Regions from separate parts of the Sus scrofa genome. Here all the other regions are linked to region 3. A link is a contact called in public Hi-C and HiChIP or PLAC-seq data. All regions are on one chromosome and are shown on one strand. The core of a region is the stretch at or near the end of the contact, and the rest is flanking DNA. Distances in the headings are between cores, read along the strand shown.

The links. A called contact is a pair of places that touch in the nucleus more often than the background predicts. HiChIP or PLAC-seq counts read pairs in DNA pulled down with a chosen protein or histone mark.
Region 1: a contact with region 3 is called in a Hi-C map of subcutaneous adipose tissue, with 2.1 times the contacts expected there. The contact joins the enhancer-like site here to the promoter of LDLRAD4 in region 3. A contact is called at or near these places in 3 of 5 promoter capture datasets (fetal liver and liver), 8 of 47 Hi-C or Micro-C datasets (embryonic fibroblasts, fetal liver, liver and 3 more) and 1 of 2 datasets of contacts at active chromatin or transcription factors (skeletal muscle).
Region 2: a contact with region 3 is called in an H3K27ac HiChIP or PLAC-seq map of skeletal muscle, with 4 times the contacts expected there. The contact joins the promoter of RNMT here to the promoter of LDLRAD4 in region 3. A contact is called at or near these places in 1 of 5 promoter capture datasets (liver), 6 of 47 Hi-C or Micro-C datasets (heart right ventricle, liver, mesenteric adipose tissue and 2 more) and 1 of 2 datasets of contacts at active chromatin or transcription factors (skeletal muscle).
Region 4: a Hi-C map of skeletal muscle shows a contact between it and region 3, with 8 times the contacts expected there. The contact joins the enhancer-like site here to the promoter of LDLRAD4 in region 3. A contact is called at or near these places in 5 of 5 promoter capture datasets (fetal liver, fetal skeletal muscle, liver and 1 more), 29 of 47 Hi-C or Micro-C datasets (alveolar macrophages, blood, embryonic fibroblasts and 14 more) and 1 of 2 datasets of contacts at active chromatin or transcription factors (skeletal muscle).

Annotation. Positions count from the first base shown.
Region 1 is chr6:96,432,367-96,435,993 of Sscrofa11.1, forward strand. All of the region lies in intron 4 of LDLRAD4 (low-density lipoprotein receptor class A domain-containing protein 4), which reads right to left. Among named protein-coding and RNA genes, the nearest start is that of TRNAD-GUC, 31 kb to the right of the region's middle. Within about 2 kb of position 1,500, at least 20 of the 83 cell types and tissues checked have an H3K27ac peak or open chromatin away from gene starts, as enhancers often do. A contact at or near this core is called in retroperitoneal adipose tissue, skeletal muscle and subcutaneous adipose tissue, where this site is marked.
Region 2 is chr6:96,361,086-96,364,773 of Sscrofa11.1, forward strand. RNMT (mRNA cap guanine-N7 methyltransferase) reads right to left here and starts at 1,729. Exons shown (of 12, transcript XM_021096015.1): 1 at 1,349-1,729. FAM210A (protein FAM210A) reads left to right here and starts at 2,355. Exons shown (of 5, transcript XM_021096018.1): 1 at 2,355-2,469.
Region 3 is chr6:96,576,610-96,580,219 of Sscrofa11.1, forward strand. LDLRAD4 (low-density lipoprotein receptor class A domain-containing protein 4) reads right to left here and starts at 1,553. Exons shown (of 7, transcript XM_021096017.1): 1 at 1,534-1,553.
Region 4 is chr6:96,410,608-96,414,367 of Sscrofa11.1, forward strand. All of the region lies in intron 5 of LDLRAD4 (low-density lipoprotein receptor class A domain-containing protein 4), which reads right to left. Among named protein-coding and RNA genes, the nearest start is that of FAM210A, 49 kb to the left of the region's middle. Within about 2 kb of position 1,859, at least 1 of the 83 cell types and tissues checked has an H3K27ac peak or open chromatin away from gene starts, as enhancers often do. A contact at or near this core is called in skeletal muscle, where this site is marked.

The DNA.
Region 1 (3,627 bases), core at 250-2,749, 140 kb before region 3:
GGTGGTGTGGTTTTCCAAACGCTACTCAGAAAACTTAAGGAATGGACACTGGGTACCTTAGTGATAATTCAAAGTGTTATCAATATTCTCAACAAAACCCAAAGACTGTACTTTCTAACCCAGATGTGTCTGTTGTGCCTAGCCATGACTTCTCTACTGTCTATAGCACTAATATCAAAGAGGTGTGAGGCCAGTAGAACAAAATGATTCTAAGTGTTTTCTCAGGTTAGAAGCATCAAAAACACACTTTTAGTACAATTTCGAATGTTTCAACATATTATTTTAGTTGCTTGGAGTTCCCGCCACGGCGCAGTGGCTTAAAGGATGCAGCTGTGGCTCGGATTCAATCCCTGGCCGGGGAACTTCCATATGCCACGGGTACAGATACACACACACACACACACACACACACACACACACACACACACATATGTGTGTGTGTGTGTATATATATATATAATTTTAGTTGCTAAAAAACTTTTTTTTTTTGCTTGCTTGCTTTTTTAGGACTGTACACGCAGCATATGAAAGTTCCCAGGCTAGGGGTCAATCAGAGCTACAGCTGCCAGCCACAGCCACAGCCGAGCAGGATCCAAGCCACATCTGAAAGCCACACCACAGTTCACAGCAATGGCGGATCCCTGACCACTGAGCGAGGCCAGGGCTCGAACCTGCATCCTCATGGATCCTAGTCGGGTTCGTTAACATCTGGGCCACAACAGGAAGTGCCCCGCTAAAAATCTTGAAATAACACCCCCTTCATTATGGAATGCCCCTGTGTTTATCATGAATTCAACCAACCAACCAAGAAACCTGTTTCACTCACTGATCCCCGATTCTTACAAAGTGGGAGGGGTGCGTGTGCCTGAGTGTGGGGATGCTTAGACACCCGTACACATAGGCTCCCTTCACTGTCCCTCCCCATCATTCTCATCTTCCAGGTCTGTGTGTATTAACTAACCTGCCCACCTGGCTGGCAGACCGTTTCACAATGTGCCCTTCAAGATTAGGAAAAAAAAAAAAAAAAAAAATCCGCAATTGGAAAACAGACAACGACAACCCTGTGAAGGCTAGAGAGAGCAAGGAACCGAGGGGCAGACCCAGACAGACAGGGACCCTCAGAGACATCGCTTCCAACCAGGGAACGGGCCATGCAGCCAATCAGGCAGGTATCCGCAGCTCCTCGCTCTGCAGACTTGCTTAGCATCGAAATCGGCTGTCTGCCCAGGAGGATGAGGTAATGTCTAGGTTTAATGCCAGAATCTCTCTAACTGGCAGGACACAACAGTTAAATATTTCTCCTCCAGGAGACCACATTCATTCCACGCGGCTGCCAGTTTGATTATTGTTATTTTGCTCATTAATATTAATACTTAGCCATCGTACCTGGTTAAGACCGAGAATGGGGAAGTCGGGGTTTTGCTGCAATCACGTTAGCAGGCACAGAAGGAAAGGAGCCAGCCTCTCCCTCCGCTCCCCACTCCAGCCTCCCAAACAGAGGGCGCAGTCCCTTTCGCATACAACCGAGTGGAGCCCCCGGTGGTTATAAATCTGGAAAGAGCTGGGGTTTCCTCCTCCCACAGAGAAAGGGGGGGGGGGCTGAGGCCTACTTCAAGCTGCCTTGGTAGCTGTACTGTTTGGAAATGTGGTAGATCGCCAGCCTCCTCCCTTCTGCAAAGCAATTCCAAATGTGCTACCCTATCCATTTTTGACGACCTGTCTTAAGGCCTGACAAATTATGGGCACAACAGTGCAGACACCCACAGGTCTCAGGGCCGCTCCCCTGATGGTCTGTCTGTCTCCGTGGTTACCGTCAATAGCAGACACTCCTGCGCCAGCATTTCATCTACAGAAGCATTTACAGAAATGTTCAAGGCTCCTTTAATTTAAATGTTCCCTGTCATTACTGGGTGAGGCCTCTGACATCAGCCTTTACCCAGTCAAAGAGCCAGGACTTTTGCTCTGGGCGCTAGCACCTGAGTGTCCATCTTCATGGGGTTCAGGAAGGACCACCTGCAGGGCAGCTCAAGGTCAAACCTTCACCATCTCACTCACTCAGCAGGGAGCTGGAAATAAGGCTCTCCTCCCACAGGCTTTATTCCAGAAGGGGGTGCGGAGGTGTGAGACCAAGACCGAGCCTTCCTCAAGGGTACCTGAAGGCAGAGTTGGGGGGGGTGGGCAGGAATGAATACCCAAGCTGCCCCCCATCGGACTGACCTCACTATGCAGCCGCACTGGAGGTAAGCCAGGAGCCACACCCGAGGCAGGGACCTTCTGGCTTTAAACTCATCAATTCATCACACTTACCGCATCTCGTGCACACATGCACATTTTCAATGTCTCTTAAACAAATAAAAACCCAATCTTGACCTCATTAATGAGGAGGCTGGACCCCGCTGCCTGGCGACCTCTCCCAGCCCTGTGGGGCCCCTGTGGACGCGCTGAAGCAGGTGGCCATGTGCACCTGAGGGTCTACACCACGGACCTTAGCGCAGGCTGACGGCAACACAGTAGTTGGGCCGTAATGGCCACAAACCTCAAAATCACACTCTGCGCCCACCTCCCAACGCCCTTGCCAACCTCAGCACAGAGACCAAAACCAGAGCCAAATTTCTGAATCATCCTCCCTCTGAGACCATCACATGATTCAACCCAGTTCAGTGCGACTCGAGTCCCCTGACTGCAAACGCCCTCAGGGTGACTGGATACTTTAAAGGCTGAACTCTGCTCTCCTGGGCTCTTCATCTCCAAGAGGAACATGGCTCAGCATCCACGGTAAGATTTAGGTTGGATGGAAAGATGGACCAGTATCTGCAGCAGCAGACCAGGCGAGTGTTAGGCCAAGCTACAGAATCAAGAGTGTGGGTGGGGGCAGCAGGCAAGACCCCACTACCACCCCCCGGGCCAGGGGCCAAGGGTCTTAAGGCTGCTGCTTGCCCACCGTCTCAGCCTCCTCTTGGTCCTGACAGTCCTGGAGCCCCAGACTCATTTCCCTGGGCTCCACCCCAGCCTCCAAAGCTCCCTGCTGCCCCTGCCACCACCCCCTGGACCAAGCAGGGCAGCTGGGGCCTGTCCTCCACACGGTAACCAGCCACGTCTCCGCCAGGCCAGGAAGGGAGGCGGGCGGTGGCAGGAGAGCCTGGGTTTACCGCAGCCTGGAAAGCGGGGAGGGAGCAAAAGTCAACTGTAAAACGTTCCACAGCAAGGGTGGCAGTTGAAGGCAAAGGCACTGTGACAGCCAGGAGGTGTGTGGCAGTTTTCCTCTGTGAACAGGCGGGGCCTGCACCTGCTGAGAGTCCGAAGCAGCTCAGCGCAGAGTTAATAACTTCACTGCCTAAAGACAGGAGGCCGGGCCTGTGGACCTTAGAGGTCCTTTCTTGCTCCCAAAATGCCTTGTAATTTTATTCACCTATTTCTGCCCCCTCTTAGCTACTCTAAAGGTTGCTGACCCAACCACGAGACACAGCTAAGGAAGATTTAAGAACTCCGGAGCATTTCTTTCCTCTTCACTGAGCCACACTATCAGCAACAACCCCCTTCCAAGAACACCTTGTATTCAGCAAAGGAGAAAAACACCCCCTGTGTTTCCTCTAAAAGATAGAAGAGGAAACACCTGCTGACTAAACG
Region 2 (3,688 bases), core at 479-2,978, 220 kb before region 3:
TATTATTAAAATATAGTTGATTCACAATGTTTTGTCAAGTTCTGTTGTACAGCAAAGTGACCCAATCAAACACATTTCCCTGTGCCCATCCATTCCAAATATAACATTTTGCATCCAAAAAAAGAGATTCATACTGCAATCTGACATCTGAAAGGTATCACATACACAGCTTAAGAAGAGCACAGTTTTAACCGAGTAGATTGTATCACATTCCTTTAAATGACATCAGAACCTGGTGAGGCTGAGATTTTGCTGGCACCACAGAAAATCAACACAAAGAACAAGAAAAGTCTGAGAACCTACAGCTGACTGCTAAAATACTTATTTCATAATGGGAGTCAGAATGAGATTAGAAATCCAAGAAAGCAGAATGGCTGGACAAAAAGTTTCAAGACTCAGCCAGCAACTTAAGGACCATTAGTCTTTTTCAAATGTATTTAGGCCTATGTGTGAAATGGGAGTTGGAGAGAAATAAGTGAACTATTTACTGGATAAGAACTTAATAAGTACTTCAACAAGTTTAGTTAACTCCTACTACAGAAAAGCTCAATAAGGCACTGTGAGTGAGTCTTCAGAAAGTTTACAGCTTATATATACCACTATTAAAACGTTAGGCTGTATTATTAAAACCAAGTGGAGAAGAGAAAGCAAAAGTCCAAAACTCAGTAAGATTCAGCAAATTCAGAACTTAAAAGTTACAAAGAGAGAGACAAAGTCTTCTGAGTATTTCTTCTCTCTAGAGCAGAAATAGTCACTTAACGAAATGGGTAAAAAATCACTCTAAATCAGTAAGGGTTTCAAAGGATATTAGCTTTTACTACCCAAGGTTTGAGGTAACAAAATACCAAGACGTGCCAAAACTGGAAGAACTGAAACAGAGAAAAAGAATTACCCATAAATGTAATTTTCTGAATAACTACTTAAAATGATTATCTAATAAAACTGCCCACCAAATTATCAAGTCCCTAGCTCTCCTCCTTGCTAATTACTTCCTAATAAGAAGTAGAAGCCGGTTTTAATTCCAAATAAATCAAAGCAATTTATTATCTTTAGCTATAATTAGTTTTAACTGTAAATGTAAAGCCTAAATTCAGTATTGGGAATGTAAGTTAAATTTATTTATATTTATCTGTGATATTTCCACAGATGAGATGCCCTAAAGACCATTCAGTCAGAATAAACAGCACAGAATTTCAAACGACCCCAGAAATGGGTACGAATGTTTGGACCCAACATCCCAGTGGAATAATGATTAAGCTCCCGACGCAAGAGGACTGCCCTTCGGAACCCTGGAAGAAAGACTCGGGTAAAGAGTCGATAGACACAGCCGTGGATGCGCATCAACGACCTGCCTGGCATCTCCGTGACCTGCGCAGCAGTCACCCCCGAAGTTGCCCGGGGACGACGGGCCAGGAGCTCGAGCTCCAGCAGGTGAGCTCCATGTCTGAACTGCCAGCCAGCCAGCCAGGTCTCCTCAGGCCCAAGGACGCACAGAGCCGCCCGGGGCGGCCCGGCTCGGGTTCCAGCCCTCCGCGCAGGCCAGGCGGCTGGCCGCTCCGGCTCCGACAGCCTGGCAGTCCTGAAGCCGCTCTCGGGTCTCTCCGACCTGGGCGCGCTCCGCGCCAAGGGGTACCGGTGTCCGCCGAACAGCCCGGCCAGCAGTCAGAGCTCCCCTTCCACCCGGCGGCCGCCACACACAAAGGGTACGGACCCAGCGCCGGAGCCACACACTCACCGTCTAGCCATCCACGACTCTGTTTGCGGAAGAGGCGTCTCGCCACGCGCGCGCTGTGACGTCACTACCGGGCAGCACGGGATCACGTGGCCCGGAAGCCCGAGTCCCGGCATGCCGCGCGCCGCGAGCTGAAGGCGCCGGCACTTGGGGGCGTGAGCGCGTGGTTGGCGGGGTCGCGTGGGGCGGGCGGGAGGCGTGGTCGCCTGAGCCCGAGGCTTCTGGCGCGCGGACCCCACGCTCTGCTGGCGGCTCTGTGGGGCGACACGGCGGGAACTCGGAGTGGTTCGCCTGGACTCTGCTGCGGGGAGCGGCGGCGGTCTCAAGTCCTGAGGTAGCCCGGGCCTCTGAGGGCGGAGTTGGGCAGTCCTCAGGGCCGCTTCAGCGTGGTGCCCAGCGGGGAGCGGCCGGGGCGGGGACCTGGGGAGGACAGAGGGCACCCCGCCCTTCGCTGTGGGCCGGTGTCCTGCAAGCCCTGTGGGACGGTTTTCCAGCCTCAGCTCTGCCACCTTCACCCTTTGCTCTGCCCTTCCTCGCTCGCCGGCTGGGAGGGGCCTGGGAGCCCGGGCGTTTGGACTTGGCTTCGGGAAAGCTTAGCGTCCTGCTGCTTCTTGGGGACCGCAGGTCACTCCCTACCGCTGCGTTCTGGAGGGCCAGATCTCTCTCGAGAGGGCGCTTCTTATCTGTCAGACTTGGGAGGAAGGAGCAGCCCATAGCTGTCTTCGAAAATCGGCTCCGTGGTGGTATCTGTGTAGGCTGGATTTGGGGACGGGATGGGTGGGGGAGTCAACACACTTTTTTGGCCCATTCGCTGTAATTTCCGCTAGACAGTTGGAGGTCCTGCGGCACTGAAGCTCCGTACTTCAGGGTTTAGCACCCCATGCTAGGTCGAAACTGTGCCTGTGGACTAAGATTGTTGATGGATTGTGCCGCAGCGCCTCCCACCTGAAGGGTGTAAAAAGTGATCAGAAATACGCTTTCAGTTCTTGTTTACCAAAATTGATCTCTTTAAAAGCAGCTTCGGAAGTGGGTTTACTAGCCTACATAGTTGTCGGTAGGCACCCTTATATTAACAAGTAGACCTCGCTTTGGGGAAAACAACGTTTGCAGTGTATACTTCGCTTCTAAATTGTGGGCAATAACCTTTTTGAGGTTGTTGATCCCTTATACACTTTGGACCAAGAATGAAGCCTATTTTTAATAAACGAGGATAAGCCATCAATTTCAGATGACTGTACTTTTTTTTAATGCAGTGATCGAAATTGAGAATTAATTTTGTTATTACAGATAACTGCAAAGGTATAGATAGATCCTAGTGACTGAGCGTGCTATTTACATATACATGCGTTTAGAACTAGGTAATTACATAGCCACATTTGTTGGTTCTGATGCTAAAGTTTCTTAAGATAATTGCTGTTGTAATTTTATGGAAAATAAGTAATTTTGACCTTTTAAGAAATTTTCTCATTAGATTAAAAGCGTTTTAACTCTATGTTTATACAAGCTCTAACCATGAATTGATGTTGTGCATGATCTATATGGAGATAACATTTTGTAACTTTTATATACAAGTTAACCTAGAAGTCAAGTAAATTCAGCTGAGACTATTACCCAACTCTCAGCAAGCCAAACGCTGAGATGCCCAGGTTTGCAGCATAGAGAGGGTTTATTCACAGGGCAGCCAAATGAGATGGGAGAACTAGTCTCAGATCCCTGTACCCTAAGGCAAAGGGCTCAAGGTACTTCGGGGATAAAGAACAAAAGAAGCAGGCCTTGGGGTATTTATGGGGTAAAGAATAAAGAAGCTGGGCCTTGGGGTCAGTATGGGATAAAGAATGGAGTGTAGTCTGAGGTGGGAGGAGTGTGGTGAATAAGCATTTGGAAAAGAGTGTAAGGTAGGTTACAGATGAAATGGATTTCCATGAGGTTTCAGGAATAGGGGATGAACTCTTGAAG
Region 3 (3,610 bases), core at 303-2,802:
AAAAAAAAAAAAAAAAAAAAAAAAAAGTTTGAAAACAAGCCAATGCCGTGGGGGCCGGCACTGCTAGCTGCTCAGCACCGAGCCCAGGTCTCCCGCGGCGCACTTACCGGGCGAATCCAGACCCGGGGCGGCCGGCGAGGGTCCGAGAAGTGTCCTCAGGGCAGCGCCGGGCAGACCGCACAACAAAGGCAGGCAGGGGCGGCCCGGCTGGGTGCTCGTCGCTTCCTGTTTATTCCGCCGCGAGGGTCACAGAAATTCTGTACACGCCCGCTTCCTGCGGGCTCGGGGCGCAGCCTGAGAGCCAGCGGCGCGGGGACGACGACTTCCCAGCTAACGCCGAGAGCTCCCTGCCGCCCACGCCCGACTCTGTGCGCGGGGTGCCGGGGGACGCGAGGTCCAGCGTACTCCCCTCCGCCCTTCCCTCCCCGCAAACTCAGACAGGTCCCGCACAATCTGCCCGCCCAGCGCGTCCCCGACCCGCGGCGGCGCACAACCGCGGGGGGCAAAACCGCGTGGGGCACCGAGAAACAGGCAACGCTGTGGGGGCGGCGCCCGCCCCCAAGGAGCGCCCGGGACGCCGCCGTGCCCACCCCGCACCCTGACCCGACTCTCGGGCGGGCGGCCTGCCGACGGCGCCCATACGCGGACGTCCTGTCCCCCCCGCCCGCACCCCTGGCCCGCGCGGCGCGGAACTTGGCCCGACGCCGCGAGCGCCGCAGCACAGGGTCGCACTCACCTGCGTCTGCGGTTCAGGAGCGCTGGCAGCCGGCGCCCCCCGAGCGGCCGGTGGCGCGGGGGTGGCGGGGCGCGGCCAGGCGGCTTTAAGGGCCGGGATCGGACCGAGCTCCCCGCGCTTTCCGCCCCCTTCCAGTCTCCCTGGACGCGCAGCCGGTGTGACGGCGGCGGCTTCTTGCCGGCTCGCAGGGGATCCCCGGCCCGGCCGGCCAGCTCGCAGCACCGGGCGGGGAAGCGAGACGGTGCGGCGGGTACAGCCTCCGCCTCCGCGCCGTCTGTCTCCAGGCGGCCCGCTCGCCGCGGCAGCGCCTGCCTCGCAATCCGCCGGTCTCTCCGCCCTCCCCATCCCCCTCCGAGCGGGACCGGCGGCGGCCGGGCGGGGCGGGGCGGAGTGGGCCGGCAGGACCCCGCGCGGGCCCCGCCGACCTCCGTGGGCCGCGGGCACCGAGCGGGGCGAGCGGGCGCCCAGGCCGCGGGACCCCCGGCTGCGCACAAGCCGCGGCTCGGGCCTTGCGGGGCGCGCGCCCACCGCCGGCCGGACGGGGAACTCCATCCAGGAGCCGGGAGACAGCGGCTGGGGCGCTGCAGGGCTGGCGGGGAGGGGGTCTGCGCGCAAGTACCACGCGGCTGCGAGTGCCCCAGGCAACCGGCCTTCCGGCACCGCCCGAGACGCACAGTAGGACTGCACCCCCCCCAATCAGCCCCTTAGGATCCCGGCCCTTTATACGGGAAATGGCTCCAGGTGGGAAGGTCAGCTGGATTCTTCCCGCTGCGACCCGTTCTCCGTGGAGGACTCACCTCTGTCTTCCTCTGAAGGCGGGTTCAGACACCAAGTCCCCTTGAGAGCGGACAATGAGCGTGTTGTCAGAAATACTAGCGCGCACATCCGCCAACCTGACCATAGGGCTGGTAACTGCGTGGTGTACAGACATTCTAACCCAGCTGTATTACAGCCACGCAATTAGACAGGTGTCCCTGCCAACATTAAGACCCCAGCAGACAGACACACTAAAATATACCAACCTGGCGATTCAGGGAGAGTCTAACAGAGGTGCAGCTAATTAAAGCAGCTGATTTTCACACCTCCACCCAGAGCTGACCAGCTCATACTTCCATAGTATCAGAGAAAATGATCTTTTGTAATCTACTTTAATTTGTCAATAACTTGTTTGTATGTGAAATGTTGGCCTAATTCAACTTCCCTTAAAGTGTCCCCAGGTCTCTGAAACTGTGAAGATAACTGCTCCGTCGGATTTGATGAGTCCTTATAGGTAATACAATGCTAACTACCACTTACTGAAAGCCTGGAGCCAAGCCTTGTGCTAAGTCCTTTACAGACAGTATCTAATGCAATGCTCAGAATGACGGTGGCAGCTATTACTCTCCCGTTTAACAGATGAGAAAATCGAGGCCATGAAAGATTAAGTCCCCAGACTACAGAGATGGGTTTGGCAGTCCTAAGTGGCGGCACAGGAAGCTGGAGTTGGCCCACACTGCCACCTGCCTGCGTGAGGCAGCGCTGACATGCCTGCAGTCCACCTGGCCTCAGCAAGGGACAGAGGCGTGTCTGGACTCCTGGGACAGCTGTGATTCTGCCCACCAGGAGCGTGTCTTTAAGGGAGCAATAAGCTGGCAGGTGCTCAGCACGGGTCACCTGAGCCTGACAAGCATCCACTTGTGCAGTGATGATTCATGTGCCACAGGAATAGCAGCCACAGGTTGAAGGAACTGTTCTTCCCCCTCCCGAGATCAGAATAGAAATGGCTTTTTCCTTCTAACCTTGAAACTGCCCATGGCCAGTGAAGAAAATGCTCCTTTCAAGAACAGGAAACAGTTTGCTTTCTATTTCACTTGTAAATAATTTCCTCATGTGTGGTTTAACCCTCTTCAATGGAGACCTTATTTTAATTTTTTTTTTTTTTTGGTCTTTTTGCCTTTTCTAGGGCCACACCCATGGCATGTGGAGGTTCCTAGACTAGGGGTCTAATCAGAGCTGTAGCCGCCAGGTTCCGCCACAGCCACAGCAACTCGGGATCTGAGCCACATCTGAGACCTACACCACAGCTCACGGCAACGCCGGATCCTTAACCCACTGAGCAAGGCCAGGGATTGAACCCGCAACCCCATCGTTACTAGTCAGATTCATCAACCACTGTGCCATGATGGGAACTCCGAGAGACCTAATTTTAAATCATCGCATCCATTTTACCATTTGTAATGACTCGTATTCATACATTCCAATTTCTGTTGTTGTCATTCGTTGTCCTCATTTATAACTAGAAACTGCAGGTTTCTGTTCCTATTTCTGGAAAAGAACCCCGGGAAGAAGCCCCCCTGCCCCTCCGTCTGTCCTCATGTTTGTTCTCATGTCAGCTTTCCCCTGCCACCCCCACCACCCCTGCACAAACACTCATCACAGTAGTGACAGAGCCGGAGGCATTTCCATGTACCTTCGCTCTCTGTCAAATCCAGCACAACATTTCGGCTTACTGACCATCAGTAACCTCTCCTTCACGCTGTGGGGAAACCAGGAAAGCTGGACTTCCTTTAACTCAGGACAGAGCACGTGTGTCCCAAGCACACAGGACTGTGTCTGCCTGACATGAAGGGTTCCAGAGAGGTTGGAGGATGAACAGAACACAGTGGTATATAGACCAGTAAATCACATTGAGGTAAAACATCACTAACTTGGGTGGAAATCAACTGAAAGTAGTTGGGTTTTGGGGGGGTTTTTTTGGTTTTTTTGTTTGTTTGTTTGTTTGTTTTTGTCTTTTTGCCTTTTCTAGGTCTGCTTCCCAAGGCATATGGAGATTCCCAGGCTAGGGGTCCAATCGGAACTGTAGCCGCCAGCCTACACCAGAGCCACAGCAACTCT
Region 4 (3,760 bases), core at 609-3,108, 170 kb before region 3:
ACCTTGTCCCCTGGGCTGGAACCTTGAGCTGAGAGCCCATTTCTTCATCTGCAGATAGGAGGAGTTTTCCCTGTCTGCTCCTTCAGGAACCATCTCCTGTCTCAAGGGTACAGGTGCTCACACCCACACAGTCACCTTTCATTACACTCAGGCAAGCCATGAAGTAAGATCGTGGTGCCATGGGAACAAGACCTTGCCTGTACCTTCACCCGAATGCACTCCCTCTGTCCCAGCTGTCTCCTGTGGGGACTGTCCACTGTCACTTCACGGCCACCCAGTTCATCCTCATCTTCATCCGCCACAGGCTGAAGGTTCTGGGCCACCCCACCCTCTGTCACCTCAGCGAAGCTGCTGGGACACAAGCAAGTTGGCCTGCCCCCTCTGGCTGCTCAGCGCACTCCAGTTTGCTTTCTTACTGGCCTCGTTCTCAAGCCAGGTCTGGTGTACCTGTTCCTAGTAAGGTTACTGGAGACACTGGAACGGAGCAGGATGCACCAGGCTATCCCTCCAGCCCCAGGACACTTAGAAGGGCATCCAGCTATGGGGAGAAGGAAGTGGGCCCCACGTCCTGTGTGTGAGCAGGCCCCCTCTTCACTCTCTGGTTTTTCCCAGAACAAAGGTGGTGACAACTTCGTATTACCAGACAGACAACCCCTAACATCCACCCAGGTGTGGGTCTGTGAGGGCAAGTGGCCTTGAGCTGCTGTGATGTGACCTCAGACAGCAGTATGTGTAAATCCCTTTGTGGTGACACAGTTTGTGCAAAGCAAGGCCCCTGCTGAATATTTTGGCTTCTACTCAAAGGTTCCCCCTTCCCAGTGAATGAACATATCACATGGCCTTAAATATTTGAAAATCTGTTTTTCTCCCTGTCCTAGGGTGAGACTTTCAAAGCATCGGCAAAAATGATTGCATCTGCAGCAACACCTTTGCCTTCTGATAAAATCAGTTTTCTCTGTTCTTCCTTTCCCCGGGCAGCCTCTCCAGCAGCCAAGGCTTCAGGGCTGCTGCCTCTCCCACCACTGTGCCCGAGGACGGCAGTAACTGCTCAGGTGTGAGGGCAGCTCCTCATGACGTCAGTGTCCTCCCTGAACCAGACTCTCCAGCTACCTCTCCCTCCCAACTCCACTCCACCCAGGGCTCGGCCCTTGAGAGAAAGACAAATCTCGAAGGAAGCTCTGCTGGGAAGAGAAGAAAGCGAACCCTTCCATGTGCAGAACACCGAACAGATCAGTGAGGCCACTAGGAAGCAGGCAGCAAAGGAGTGTGCAGTGCCTCCTGGGCTCGGCTGGGAGAGTGAGCAGCAAGCGTGGGCGCCAGGGGGACCCACACGCGTGAGCCTCCTGTCGCATGTGAGAGGCACAGAGCGAGTGCTTCCCTGCGGCCACAGAGCTGGTGGGGGGACAAAGCCAGGCCCCGGCCACCTCCCTTGGTGTCTCTGACAGCCCTGGGAGCCTCCCCAACAAGGGCCACTCGGAATTAGAATTAGAGGATTTTTTTCCCCCAGAACAAACCACACCAATTTTTAGGAACAAAGTAAAAAGAGACGAAACAAACTTAGATTATTAATGATAATGCCTATTTAGAAGGCTGCTAAAACTGGTTCATAAAAATTTTTATCAATTTTAGTTAAAACTCTGAGGATAGCCTGTTTGTCACAATACAGACCATGTTCAAATGCACTCCCTTGGGAGGCCGTAGGCTACAGATGCTCAGAACAGTCTGGGACAGTCTCGAGCATCAGCCTACGTGAGCAGAGGGTGTGTTCTCACTGTAAAAGCACCACACAGACACGTCTCCTCGCAGGAGTCTTAACACAGGCCAGGCCCTCCCTCTGTCCACCGCCACTCCCTGTGTCCTTTCGACCTTTCTCTACAGGGCCAGCTTGCAGCTCAGCTAACACCAGCCTTACTCATTGTCGCCCTGGGCTGTACACCAAAACGATATCATGAACTTCATCAGCAACATCTGAAGACTCTAAACAAAGTTTGGCTGGTACCAAAAATCAAATCCATCCTCAGAGAACAGGTAAGAAAAAGGAAGACTTGCCATCATTGAGAAGTTCTTTAAAAAGCCTCTTGAAAATGTTACTAATAATAACCTGTAAGCTCTGAAGGTAACGTTAGAACCGTTCGGAACAAGCTCACCAGCATAAAGATGATCTGAGTTACTCGCTTGCTTTAAAGACACGTCTTGGGGACTCACTGTGTTATACCCATGGCCCAGTGTCCTTATCCAATTTCTGCCAGCAACTTGGCCTCCTTTCTCTTACTTGAAGGAGACATTCTCATTTGAAGCTCTTAAAATTGTTTAATCTCCTAATGCTTCAAGGAGGAACCTTTTAAATAGCTGGTCTGCAAAAGGCATGTTCCTGCAGAGACAAACAGGAGGCAGACGGTAGGATCCAGTGCCTGAAACGGGGTGGCAGGAATCCAGCGTGGGGAGCCTGTGCCCTGGCCAGCCAGCGGTCAGAGCCTCGCCCGCTACACTTCACCATCAGGCGCTCGTTTTTTGCACTGAAAATGGTTCACATCTATCATTTTAGAAATGCTTTCCTAATGCAGGCTGACGTAGGCAGGGATGAGCTAAGGCTGAGGCACAGGGGCCAGAATGGGCTGTGGGCCTGCCCTTCCCTGGACCTGGCCATACCTGCAGTGTAGCCGGAGTGGCTTCTCGAGGCATCCAGGGATGGAGAGGAGCCCACAGACTGTGGCCCTGCCCCAAGCACGGGCCTGGGCAGCTATCCTGCCCAGACTCACCTGGCTGAACAGCCCATCTAGTGAGAATGATCTTACTTCCACAAGGAAGTCCTCTCATTTTTCTGGGAGCCAATGGCCCTCTTCATCCATCTTTGTTTTCAGCTTTACAGTGGAGACATGAGGGCAGAAGAAATTGTTTTCTCTAAAAGCAATCACCAGGCAAAGCTGCCTGCAGCTGAGGCCCCATGCAGGGGTGGGACCCCAGCCAGAGGTCGGCCCCAGCCTGGGGAGTAAAGCAGGAGTACAAGCCAGTGTGGCCGATATGCTCGCTTTTCAAGGAAAGGTGTAAATTTCCACTTTTACGTGAAATTTCCCCGTTCTTACAAGACGGAGCAACTTTTGTCAAGGCAGCCTGTGGGGGGACCACAGAGCTGGCAGGGCTGGTGAGGCTGGGGCCCCAACTGCCGGCCTGGAGCTGCTTTGGCTCCAGGGAGGCCATGCACCGTACTTCATAGTTGATTTAATCCCTGCAGCAGCTGGTAATGAAGACATGCCCGACACAACTCCTTTAGTTATTTTGTTAATTGAAATTGCTGGTTTTACAGGTCAAAATGGCTGCACAAGCAGAATTCACGTGGTTCGAAGCGAAGAAAATGTTCCTGTCCCTCCGCTGTTCCTAGTCGGTGGCCAGCTACCTCCACCTCATCCAGGCAGGCTGGCTGGCCCTGAGGGCTGGGCTACAGGGTAGGCTTCAGAAAGGCCTCTCCTAGCTCTGGAGAGGCTCCAGCGACAGGTGCAAACATCTTTCAGGGCCAGCCAGAGATGTGTCTGGAAGACTGAGGCCCTTCTACTGTTTTCCCATTACTTAGCGGTCCAAGATAATGAAATCGAGACAAGTCTCAAAACTCCTGAATCACATAAACCAGGCTCCAAGCACTAAGGCAAGGCCAACTCAGCAAGAACACATCCGGCTTTTGTCGCAAACCCAACACAACTGCAGCCGCTGCTACGTAAGCACCTGCTTTGCTTATAACTTCATGGAAGTCAGCTCACTCTCCATT